2 separate regions of the Mustela erminea genome follow, and region 2 is linked to region 1. A link is a contact called in public Hi-C data. All regions are on one chromosome and are shown on one strand. The core of a region is the stretch at or near the end of the contact, and the rest is flanking DNA. Distances in the headings are between cores, read along the strand shown. Region 1 holds the start of CC2D1B (coiled-coil and C2 domain-containing protein 1B). Region 2 holds the start of TXNDC12 (thioredoxin domain-containing protein 12).

What was found. A called contact is a pair of places that touch in the nucleus more often than the background predicts.
Region 2: a Hi-C map of spleen shows a contact between it and region 1, with 5 times the contacts expected there. The contact joins the promoter of TXNDC12 here to the promoter of CC2D1B in region 1. A contact is called at or near these places in 2 of 3 Hi-C or Micro-C datasets (skeletal muscle and spleen).

Annotation. Positions count from the first base shown.
Region 1 is chr10:68,025,863-68,032,056 of mMusErm1.Pri, reverse strand. CC2D1B (coiled-coil and C2 domain-containing protein 1B) reads right to left here and starts at 3,818. Exons shown (of 25, transcript XM_032303365.1): 1 at 3,729-3,818; 2 at 2,091-2,177; 3 at 402-546. The coding sequence starts at 2,156.
Region 2 is chr10:68,306,974-68,313,167 of mMusErm1.Pri, reverse strand. TXNDC12 (thioredoxin domain-containing protein 12) reads right to left here and starts at 2,831. Exons shown (of 7, transcript XM_032361537.1): 1 at 2,579-2,831. The coding sequence starts at 2,675. It overlaps BTF3L4 (transcription factor BTF3 homolog 4), which reads left to right and starts at 3,932. Exons shown (of 6, transcript XM_032361538.1): 1 at 3,932-4,061.

The DNA of each region.
Region 1 (6,194 bases), core at 2,569-5,068:
GGCTTCAGGTCTCTGCCCTCTTCCAAGCTGGGGAGGGGGATTCCACTTGTTCATTCAACACAATTTCTATACACTTATTATGTGCTCAGTGTGGTCCATGCAGAGCTCCTCCTCTGTAATGGGCCCTGGCTAGGGCTAAGACAGAGAGGTGAGTCTGTCTGAGAATCAGACTGCTGACTGTCCATAATGCGGAGATGCACAGTCAGAGGAGTGAGATTCCCTCACACAGGTGTATGGGCAGGAATAGACAGCCTCTTGGTGGGAGGGCTGCAGAAGGATGGATATCAGAAGGACCAGGTGATCTAACTGGCTCCTCCCAGATGTGAGGAGAGAACCCTCTCTACCATCTGCCTAAACCCGTCTGGACCCAGCAATGGGTCAGCCCAGTGCCACAAACTCACCCTGCCCCTTGGTTGTGGGTTTCTTGCTTGAGGCCCCTGCTTCCCCAGTGAGGGCCAGCAGTTCAGCCTCAAGATCTCCATCATCTTCAGTCTCCTCCATCCCCAGCAGCATGTCCTCAGGACTGAACTCCACAAAGAGCCCCAGCTGCAAGGAGAGAAGGGTTCTTAGGAACCACACAATGAGGACCAGTCCCAGAGCCAGTCTTAGGCTCCTTCATTATGTGTGAGGCCCAAGATGAGGACAGGGAAAATGAGGCCTACAACATTAGCCTTTGTGAAAATTATCTCCCTAGTCACTGTAAACAACCCAGTAAGACTACCATTGCCATTATTATTACTCAGACCATAGGAGTACTAGCTGTCAGGCATGTACTTAGCATTCTACATGATTATCTTCATTAATTCCCCTAATCCTGAGACATTAAGTCTTTTTTTTTTTTTTTTTTAATTGTGGTAAAACACATATAACAGGGGCATCTGGCTGGCTCAGTTTGGAAGAGCCTGTGACTCCTGATCTCGGGGTCATGAGTTTGAGCCCCACAATGGGTGTAGAGATTACTTAAAAATAAACCTTAAAACAAAACAAGGGGCACTTGGGTGGCTTGGATAGTTATGGATCTGCCTTTGGTTCAGGTCACGGGCTCAGGTTATGATCTTGGGAGTCCTGGAATGGAGCCCCACATCGGGCTCCCTGACCAGTGAGGAGTCTACTCCATCTCCCTCAGCAACACTCCCCCCACCCCTGGCTCTTACACACACTCTCTCTCTCTCGAATGAGTAAATAAAATCTTTAAAAAACAAAACACATGTAACATAAAAATTATCACCTTAACTATTTTTTTAAGGTAAGCTCTATGTCCAATATGGGGCTTGAACCCAGTACCCTGAGATCAAGAGTTGCATGCTCTACCGACTGAGCCAGCCAGGAGCCCCTCACCTTAACCATTTCCCATGTTCAGTTCAGTGGCATTAAGTACCTTCACGCTGTTGTACTACCACTGCCACCAGCCATCCACAGAACTCTTTTCACCTATTCAACAACTCCCCTTCCCCCCACCACCCCGTCAACCACCATTCTACTCTGTCCCTAAGAACCTGACTAAGTGCCAGAGATAGCATTTAAAATAAAGGTCTTTGTGATTTTAGTCTATGCTCTTTATTCCACAAGCTCCCTTACCCACCTCTTTTAAGACAATAAAAATGGACTACGAAGTCTCAGAACCTGGGCCCAGAAGAAGTAAAAGGAGCAGACTGGAGGGCAGATTTCTGTCTCCCACCTGGGCCACAGCCTTGTGTCCCTAAGCAGTAAAAACTCTTCCAGTGGCCATAGTTCTCAAGCTCTGGCATCCTTGGCTGACAAGCAAAATCATGGCCCTGAATGAGAAACCCATGACAGTGATGACACCCCACCAGAACACCCTAAATTTTGTGGCTCCTGAACCCTTCAGACCACTCATATGGAGATGGCAACGGCAGAAGGGTGCCTGGGTTGAAACACAGCAGAGTTCACACCTCATCCCCCACATGAGGGTGACAGGGGCTAGTCAGAGGGTCTCTAACAGCTCTCCCAACTCCAGGAGGAACTGTTCAAAATCTCTGGACTAATGGGGAAACTAAACAGGTGATCAAGCCGTCTAGAGAGCCCCCCACCCCAGACTGGCCTGGGAGTGGAAGAGGCAATATCCATACCTGCTTTGCAGCTGCCACACCCTGGCCACTGGCCTGGGGGCCTTTCCGAGGTCTTGGCCCTGGCATCTTGACAGGCTAGGTACCTGTCTGATGGGGAGGGGAAGAGACTCAGACTGGAGCAGGCTACAAAGCCCCACCCCCAATAGCACTACGTGTGGTAGGGTGTGGCTCGTAAACTGTCAATCCAGAGAAGAAAGGCAATCTTGACCACCAAAGGATGGAATACTGTCAATGGAATCACAGCACTGGAGCAAGCAACATGGGAGGTGGAAGGGATGGGGCCCACCCATTAATGGGTTTAAGTGGAGAGTGTGGACACAGTAAGAACTTACTGAATCAGACTGACCAATTTGGATTAAACCCAAGAGCCTCAGTGAGGGGGAGCGGCACAGGAAGGCAGATTCAGGAACCAGGTTTGTGCAAGGCTGGATAGGATTCAGAACGGCTCTAGAGCTGTGTTGTCAAACATGGTAGCCGTATGTGGCAACTTAACTTTAAATTAAAATTTAAAATCCAGTTCCTCAACTAGGGGCTTCCACTGGCCAGCTGAACATTTTCATCACCACAGAAAGTTCTATTGGACTGTTCTGCTCCAGAGAAATCTGAGTCAGCATTCTGATTCAGAGATCTCACAACCTTTCACAGGACCTACTATGTGAAAGAACAGGTGCTGGGCACTGCAAGAGCAGGAATGCCTCTGACACCTTCTCAGCCCTCAAAGTGCACTTACATGGTGGAGACAGCCTTGACAATGGACTAAAACCACACAGGGCTGCTACAGGGGCCCTGTATCCCCAGGAGCCGCCACTTATCCAGTGGAGAGAAAAGGCTTCATGGAGAAAGTGATGCTTGTGCTGAGTCAAGAAAAAGTTGGGGGTAAGGAAGGGTTATGGAATCCAGAGGCAACAACCTGATAATGGCTTCGAACTAAGAAACAATTTGATCTGCACAAGCTAAAGACCTGGGATTACTGGGACATAAAAGTGTGAGACGGGAAATAGCTCATGAGAAGCTGACAATCCGTACAGGAGGCAAAATGGGAAATCCTTTAAGTCTAAGGATCTGGGCACGGTCCTGAGGGCAGTGGAAGTGACGGGACCAGATGGGCAATTCAGAAACCTCCCTCTGGCTGCAGACGGGAAGAGGAGGCTGGAAGCCTTCCTGGCACCGAGCATCTCGCAACGGTCCCCATGAAAGTGGCGAGCGGAGGGGAGCGCGGGGGTGGCGTCGGGGATGGAGAGAAGCGGCTGGATTTCACACTTAGAGGGTAAAATCAACAGGGCTCCGAGGTTAGCTGGCTGTGGGCGCACGGGAGGAGGCGCTCAGGGTGACTCCAGCCGTCAGAGTTCGCTGACTTAGGGGAATGGCCGGCCGTCACCTGAGCCGGGGGCTCGAAATGAGCGGACTCAGGGAAGAAATGAGGTCGGACAGGCCGAGTCTGCGGGTCCGGGACTTCGGGCAGGGAGCGTCGGTGCTGGGCCGGGACTCAAAAGAGAAGACAGCGAAGGGCGCAGGGGAGGCGAAGCCGAGGGACCCCACTGCCGCGCTGCAGGACGCGCCGCCCTGCCTTGCCCCAGCGCCTCCATCTCCCCCGCAGCCCTGTATCGCCCCTCGCCGGGGTGTGAGTACGCTGCATACCTCACGCCGGATCCGAAACCAGCCTGGGCCTGATCCTGCCTGGCACCGCCCAGGGCTCCCGCGGCCCCCGGGCGGCGGCGGCGGCGCAGGAAGCAGCCGTGACAGGAAGCGACCCTGCGGGAGAAGGATCGCGCTCTAACACGTGACTCCACGGCCCGTAAGGCGCGCAATGCGCATGCGCAAGGCGAGATGGGCGTGACCTTCCAACAGGTGACTCGAAGCGTGAGGTTTTCAGTGCGCAGGCGCCTTCGGGCAGGTAGCGCGACGCTCGCGGAGACCATAGTTAGGCGGTTATGGGGTGTGCGGCTGCTTGCGTAAATGCAGTAGGTGAGTCCCATGCCCCTACATTTACAACTCCGCTGCCAAGCTTCCTCCCGCATTCCCAGTACGGTGCTCCTGGGCTCACACTCGCCCCGCCCCCTCGGCGTGGAGGCGGGCCTGGCGCAGGCTCTGCCCCAGAGGTGGGCCTTTTCTGCTAGCCTGCTGCGCCGGGATTGTCTTTGTAATAGAGTCTAGAGAAATGAAAATGGGACTCACTGTTTGTTTCTGAATCACTCAGCAATTGAATGTATCTTTTCTAGTGAGAAGGCAGGTTGAGTACCTAAGACAGGCAGTGTTGATGGCACCTCTTTATGAAGTCACTTCAGACAGTTTAACACGAAGCGATTAGGACGGTGAAATGGCGGGTGGAGGCGTGATACAGAGAACCTTGACGTGAAACAAACGCCCCAACGCACTCCCGCCTAATCCTGAACTTTTACAAAGGACTTTTCCATTTTCTTACTGCCTTTGGGTCATTTTCAAAGAGGCCTTCTTTACCATTTAAAATTTAAGTTTCGCTCTCATAGTTCTTCTCGTTAGTAAGTTTTGTTTTATGAAATATTTAATATATACAGAGAGATATACAATATCTCATATTTGCTTGAATGGAAGGTCCACAAAGGCAGACCTTTCTATTTGTTCTTAAAGTTATCTCCGGTGTTTAGAACATCGCATGGTACCTGGTAGGTACTCAATATATACTTCCTATTTTTTGAGTGAAAGGACATAAATACATAGGTATCTACCACGAATTTAAGAAAAAACAGTACAATACAGCTGAAACCACCCTACACCTCTCATGTTGCAACCGTTTCCCCAAAGACAAACCTACTCCCTTAGTTCTACTACATATGTATAGATTCTTAAGCAATCTACAGCGTTTTTTTGCAAGCTTTAACATTGTATCATTGGTATCACTACATATATTCTACAACTTCTTTTTCTATTCAACTCTATCTGTAAGGTTCATTCACATCTAGCAATTTTCCCTTCTCTGTGGTATTGAAGAGTATGAAAATAGGGGCGCTTGTGTGGCTCAGTGGTTAAGCCTCTGCTTTCGGCTCAGGTCATGATCTCAGGGTCCTGGGATCAAGTTCCAGGTTGAGCTCTCTGCTTGGCAGAGAGCCTGCTCCGCCCCCCACCCTTCTCTGCCTACCTGTGATCTGTCAAATAAATAAAATCTTAAAAAAAAAAGTATGGAAATAATCCACTTTCCCAATGGCAAGTGCTATGAACATTCCTGTACACAACTCCTGGGGAGCAATGTGTTTCTCTAGGGTTTATACCAAGGAGTGGGTTTACTGGCTCATAGGGTTTCTGCATTTTCCAGATTAAATTTTACCAGATCATCCCCAAAGTAGTTTCGGTTTACATTCCTGTCAGTGGAGCATTTGGGTTCCAGTTGTTCCCTATGGTCTTGGAAAGGTTTTCTAATACACATGAAAGGATTTTGACTTGCAGGCCTCATTTACTATGTTTCCATTTTGTTGGTCATTTTATGTGTCTTATTCTGTAGATGAATTATTCACTCATTATTCCTTTTTATTAATTGTGTAATCTTTACTAACACTGATCCTGCATTATATGCAGTTATAATTTTTTCTGAATTATTTGAGAACTATTTGCAGATGTTCCAGTTCACTCATAAATATTTCAACAAGGACATTATCCTATATAACCACAATAACTTACCACTAAATTTAGTATTTACATAAGACATAAGATATGGTTCCTAATAATGTTTATGATTGTTTGCATCTCTAAGCCTATGACTCAATCAAGGTTCACATGGCACATTTAGCTGTTTAGGTTTCATTTCTCTATTTTCCTTTAGTTTAGGATAGTTTCTCCATGGATTTTTGGTCTTCTGGGATACCGATATTTTTGAAGAAGGACAGTTGCTTTGCATAATATTTTCCCCTGCAATTTTGATTTCTGAAAATTTCCATCAGTAGGTTCGGGTCAAACATTTCCGGCAGGACTATTACACAGGTGATGTGTTTTTCTCAGTGCCTGACGTAAAGAGGCTTTAGATGTCTGTTATATTGTTGGTTGGAAATGTAAATATGAGAACTGCAGTTACACAAAAGCCCTGCCAAGATTTTGACTGAAACAGACTTGTATTTAGAGGTTACCTCTCTTTCA
Region 2 (6,194 bases), core at 1,582-4,081, 280 kb before region 1:
GGGGAGGTGGGCTATAATTTATTTCCAAAGAAATACCCAAGAAACACAAAAAACCAAAAGTTTGAAAAATTATTAATTCCTTTCAGAACAAATAAATACTCTCCCTTGGGAGGGCGTAATAATACTAAATACTTTCTAAGTTTGTAACATAATATGAAGTGCCTATGATCTTTTTCATTTAATCCTCACAACACAGCCCTCCTGCCTCAAGTCCCCGCCCCTCCACCGCCTACAGTTACGGGGTATTCCCTGCTCCCAGTACATACACAGTCTACGCAATTGCTTGCTTACTTGTCTGACAATCTTCAGACTGTAAGCTGAAAAAAGACAGGGATCTCAATGATCAGGTACCATTCATTTCTTCTTCTGACAACTCTTCCTAAGCATGAATGAGACACAAATGGTCCCGGCTTACTGTGGCAGACTATACTTCAATAGTATCTCTCACTCCACGTGCTTTTTCTTACAAAGTTACCTCAATATTCCTTCCATGGGTGTCGTTCCTCTTGAACATGCCCTTACAGTAGAAGCGATGCTATGTGACTTTGTAAGGCCAGATGACAAAAATGCAACGCATTTCCTCTTTGTTCTCTTGGGGCGGACCCTCTCAGAATACAGCTGTCATACCGGGAGGAAGCCCACACCTAATCCCTGAAGAAAGACCACAGGGAGAAGTAACCTGCTCAGCTGAGGCCCCAGACACAGAACCAAGGGACATACCTTTCCCACCATGCCTTGTTTGAATTTCTGGCCCACAGAATCATGAGCATAATAAAATGATATCCTCACACCGCTAAATTTGGGTGTAGTTTATTATACAGTAATGGCAATTGGAACCACCACACATGACTTAATGTCTAACAAGGAATAAAGATACTAAATAAGTGACTCCAAGATACTGCCTACACCCAACAGTAATAAATTAGTTGCTAAGTATCCGAGGTAGTTACTATTATGCCCATTTTGCAGATGAAGAACCGAGCTTTGAAAGGTTAAGCAACTTGTCCTAAGCCTTTCACATGGTCAATAGCAGAATGAAATAAAACTCAAATCTACACTCACATTCCTAACACCACATTCTGTCTCCCTTGGTACTTACAATTTTGTGCTAAATATACAGTAATCTGTTTTAAAATGGGATTGTCAGTATTGAAAACATTCTGGCCCAGTAGAATTCACCAAGCGGTTTCATCACTGAGATGGAAACCTACATATCACCTTCTCAGAGAAGCCTTCTTTGGCTTCTAGCTCATGTAATGCTGGCTCCCTTAACCTCCCCAGCCATCCTACTCCATCACGGTTTCATTTTCTTCATGGCACTTATCCCTAGCGGAAATTACCTTGCTTCTTAATTTGTTCTTGTTCATGTGTCCACTCTCTGTATCTCTCACTTGAATATAAACTTTGTGAGAACAGGAACCTTATTCATCCTGTCCACTGCTATATCCCCAGTGCCTAGGGCAGTGCCTGGAATACAGCAGGGGTTCAAAAATTAATTATTTGCTGGAGTGACCATATTCAGGTACACTGGATGTCCACCTACCAATAAATATGCAAATAGGGAGGATACAGAAGAATTTAAAACAGCAGAGCTGCATCAGAATCATTCCATCCAGTAAGGTCCATACAAAAAAAGGAGGGAGAAGGGAATCCATGCTACCACTCTTCCACTTAGCAAAAGCACAAACCCAGAGCTTCAAGAAGATGTAGGGAAGGGGATGGAGCAGGGGGTCACACCTCCCATCCCCTATTCATAACCACCGTTCCCTCCCTCTTCAAAAAAATAGTTTCTTGGGGCGCCTGGGTGGCTCAGTGCGCTAAAGCCTCTGCCTTTGGCTCAGGTCATGATACCAGGGTCCTGGGATCCAGCCATGCATCAGGCCCTCTGCTCAGCGGGGACCTGCTTCCTCCTCTCTCTCTCTCTCTGCCTGCCCCTCTGCCTACTTGTGATCTGTCAAATAAATAAATAAATAAAATCTTTAAAAAAAAATACAGTTTCTTCAAATACATTGACTGAAGCACACCAAGGACAATTGTTAGTTACCCTCTAATATCAGAACTTCTACCCTTCATCTGGCCTTCCTTTATATACCAGTCACACCTTCCTGGTATGGAAGGCCCAGTCTCCCCAAGACCTGTACATAAGAGACAAGAACCCAACTCTTCAGGGAAGAGGTAAGTGTGGGGATCTCAGAGCCAAGGAAAGATCTCTGTATATGCAGGTGTCCAGAGGCCCTATTTCTTCCGGAATAAGTGACTGAATGTTCCTGAGGGCTTACCAAGTGCTAGGGACGTATGCTGAACTCTTAAACATGCTTTCCCTAATTGAAGGGTCATTCCTTACTTCCAACTCAAGAATTTAGGGAGGCTTCCAGTACAACTCCCTCATCTCAACATTCCCCAGACCCGCTATTCCCTACCCTCAAGAAATCCTCAAATCTAGGAGCGGTTAGGGAGGATAGTAAGAATCCTGGCGTGGCCGAAGAGATAGAACCGGAGGAGAATCGTGTTAGCACAGGAGGGTTATACTGGGCTGGGCCCAGTATGAGAAAAGATTAAGATAAGAAGTTGGTCTGACCCTTTCCAAGCCCAATATGTCCATCAGAAGAGGTGACGAGAAGCAGGAAACTGAAGCCCAGCAAACAGGTGGCCCCGAGATGAGACCGCAGCTCCATGGAAGTAGATGCGCGGGGCCACTGGGCTGAGCAGACGGGAGACGACCAGAGTGCTTAGCAGAAGGTCCGCGCCGTTCCCCAAGTGCGGCTCAGCCCAACCCCTCGCGTTCCCAGATTCTTCCCCCTCCCCGCGCCTCCGTAACCCTGGAGGAAGTGATGTTAGACGGATGTGGGTGGTGCCTCCGGGGCCCGGTTTGAGATGGAGTAAGTTTAAAGGTGCAGATCACGTAGAAGGGTGTGGGAGTTGCTCTCCAGCGCAAGCTGCTTGCCCTGAATTCTGGGTGTTCGGTCGGAAGACCGGGAGGGAAAAGGTGGAGGAGATAGCGGGGTGGGGTATGGGAAGAGGGCTCGGGAGAACCAATGCTGTTTGCGTCGGCCTGCAAGCGAGTCCCTCCCCCCCAAGAACCGCTGCACTTAATATTCACAGAGCTAATTATTGATTGGTGAAGTCAGCAGTTCCCAACAGTGGGCGCGTTGCCATTGGCCTCCCATTTCTTGCTCTGCAAATTAAAAAAAAAAAAAAAAAAAAAAAAAGACTAGACAACTGGATTTCATTCTTAAGTTCCTGCCCGGGCCACGAGACCTGGCAAACCTGTTCTGCAGTGCCTGGTCTTGAGCCTTAACAAGAATGCCCTTTTCCTGCTGGAGAAGCAGCGCTGGACTTATTTTTCCTTGCAGCCGCAGTTCTTCCACTCAGGGATGATGCAACCAACTGATGCAAGCTCCGAGAAAACCAAACTTCGGATCTCTTATTGCAAAACTGATCTAGCTCTTCGGGGAACCAGGACAAAAGTCACTGCAGGCATTTAAAGCGTAAAGCTTTTCTGGTTAAATCTGCTTGTCTAGTTGTTTTTAAACTTTCTGGGTTAATTATTTCTTTCTCAGTTTTGTTTTGTTTTGTTTTGTTTTTTAAACAACAAACAGGTCAAAATTTCCCGTCTCCTCGCTCAGTGACTGGCTGAGTCTCCATACTAATGAGTCCGCGCTAGTTGAGTCCGACAGTGCGGAGTTAATGCTTAGTGAAAGATACGTGACAAAAGTACACACCCAAACAAAAATACACACCTCTTTTTTATTAGAATCCCTACAAATTTGTAGGCACAGACACAATGGAATTCTCAGGAGACTGCAAGCTCCAGAATGCAGTGCGGCCACCTGCACCTGCCGCATTTCTATTGGGAGGCGCAGAGCCTCCTGGGTTTTGTAGTTCATAAATGCGTTCCCCGGGATAGGCTGCTCCTGTGAGAGAGAGAGAGAGGCGGAGCTGCTTGTATCACGTGGGCCCCGCTCCCGCCGCCGCTGTTGCCGTCGTCTTTCTCTGTCTCGACTGAGGCAGCCATCTTGCTCTTGCCGCGTGCTGTTGTCGGAGGACCCTCCCTGCTTCAGGTGAGACCCCCGGCGGTCCCGCCACTCCACGGCCATAGGCCGCTGCGCACGGTCTCCCCCCGCCCTCTTCTTCCGACACCCGCCAACCACTTGGGCTGCCACTTCCGCCGTGGCGCGCCGAGTGGGGGCGGAGGCGGCTGGTTTGGCTTGTCGGTTACCGGCGGCGCAGCTGGGGGTCGGCACCTGAGGGAAGGTCCCCAGCACCACCGCTCCCTGTGGGGGCCCGCGCTGTTGCCGCCCAGATTCAGTCCCAGGAGGCGGGTGGTCCCCCACCTCTCTCCCGTTACTCTTTTTTATTCACAACAACAGTGCTGTGACAACAGCTATCTGTTGTCGTCTCCTTTGATCCTCCCACTCTACAGATAGGGAAACTGAGGTTAGCAGCCCCCGGCCCCGAAGCGCTTGGGACTGAATTCCGTTGCAGCTCTCTTCATCTCGTAATGGCAGTATTTGTTTACAGTTCTGTTCCCTCCGTGAGAAATTGCCTTGACCATCTCGATAGCCCCATCACACTGCTTGAAGCATAGTAGGCTGTCAGGAAATTGATTGACCGACAGGCACCCTGTTACACAGCTAGTGAATGGCGGTTTCAACTTCCGTTCCCACGTTCTTTTCACTTACACCATAGCTGTCCCCTCGGGAGTGGTAACAATAGTTACCAGTTTTTGAGTATCTACAGTGAGGCATACCCTGTGCTCAATTAACTTAACCTTTAATCCTTAAAACAACCGTATGAGATGTGTGGTGTTAAAACCTTTTCTAATGCAGAAGGAACACAAGTTCAGAAAGTAAAATGCCTTTCCGAAGTCCTAAGTAGTAGAACCTTGATCCTTTTGATTCCAAAATTTGTGCCTCTCTTAGAGATACCCCACATAATAAAAAGTTAGGACTAAAGGTTGAAGTTATTTTATCCGTGTGTAAACATGATATGTAAACATGGTGAAAGTGCCTACCATAATGCTTAGAACTTAGGCACTCAATAAATACTGATTATAATCTCATTATTTACACCTTTCTTGAGTCCTTGAGTAAAGGATTAAATGACCCTAGGTTCCCCAAGGAAGAATTCAGTAATTTATGTTCTTAGGAAGTTACTTCTGCCTTTTGGGTCTAGGAAGTGACTTCTCCCTTTTGGACCCTCATTTCCAAATCTGTTAAATTAGGAGAGAGATGGATCTATTTTATTTGTTTACAATTTATTTCTACCCTACTGTTGCTTGCGGGTATTTGAGATGGCCTCACATACAAAACAGAAATAATGGGTATAATGAAGTAAAGGTTGATTGAGGAATAGGGAATTAAATGAAGTGATCTTTGAGGTCTAGTTTAGATTCTGAGCTTGGCATCTCATCTCTCATAGACTGAGTCCAATCCTCTTTACTACTTCAACTCCACACACCCCAACATGCTAGTGGACAAAGGACAATCTTTCACCCTCCCTCCTCCCCCATGAGTTTACAACTTACCTAAAATGGTTTTTCTCTGAGATAAGTTTTGGGAACAAGTTTTCTGTTGTACTGATTACATAGAATGGAATCTGTTCTTTCATCTACACATTGATATAGAGTTAATTTTGGTTTTGCTTTTGTTTCAAACAAGTCAAGGCTCTTCATCTTGACTTCAGTCTCCTGTCTTCCATCTCTTCTCTTGGGGATTGGTACTTCAAAATGCAGAAGAGTCTCAGATTTACCGTGCCTAGTTCTAATATTTTCACTTAGCCCCTTTTTTGTAAAAAAAATTTTAGGTTCTTTGTTAGTTCACTGTACTTTTGGGGCCACGTTCCTTTGGGGAAAGTGAATATTTGTCATTTTCTGTGGATATTGAATATAGACATTGGAATTTGCATCAGCAATTTTTAAGTCTGTGGGTCTGTGGCTGAGTTGAGATTGTCACACACCTAAGCCTTCTGGCTTTGTATTCCTCCTGTAAAGGAGTTTTTAGCTGCTGAGCATTGTGATACAGCGATGGGCAAAGATTGAGGAATCATAAATTCTGAATGTTGTTTGGGAGCTGGACTTTATTTAGCTTGAAGCATGTGTATATACAGGTTACTGCTAAAGTCCAGTGTCAGAATACAGAATAGTGCTTATATAATCTTCGATTCTCTTTCATCTCTGAAAGACATTATCTTTG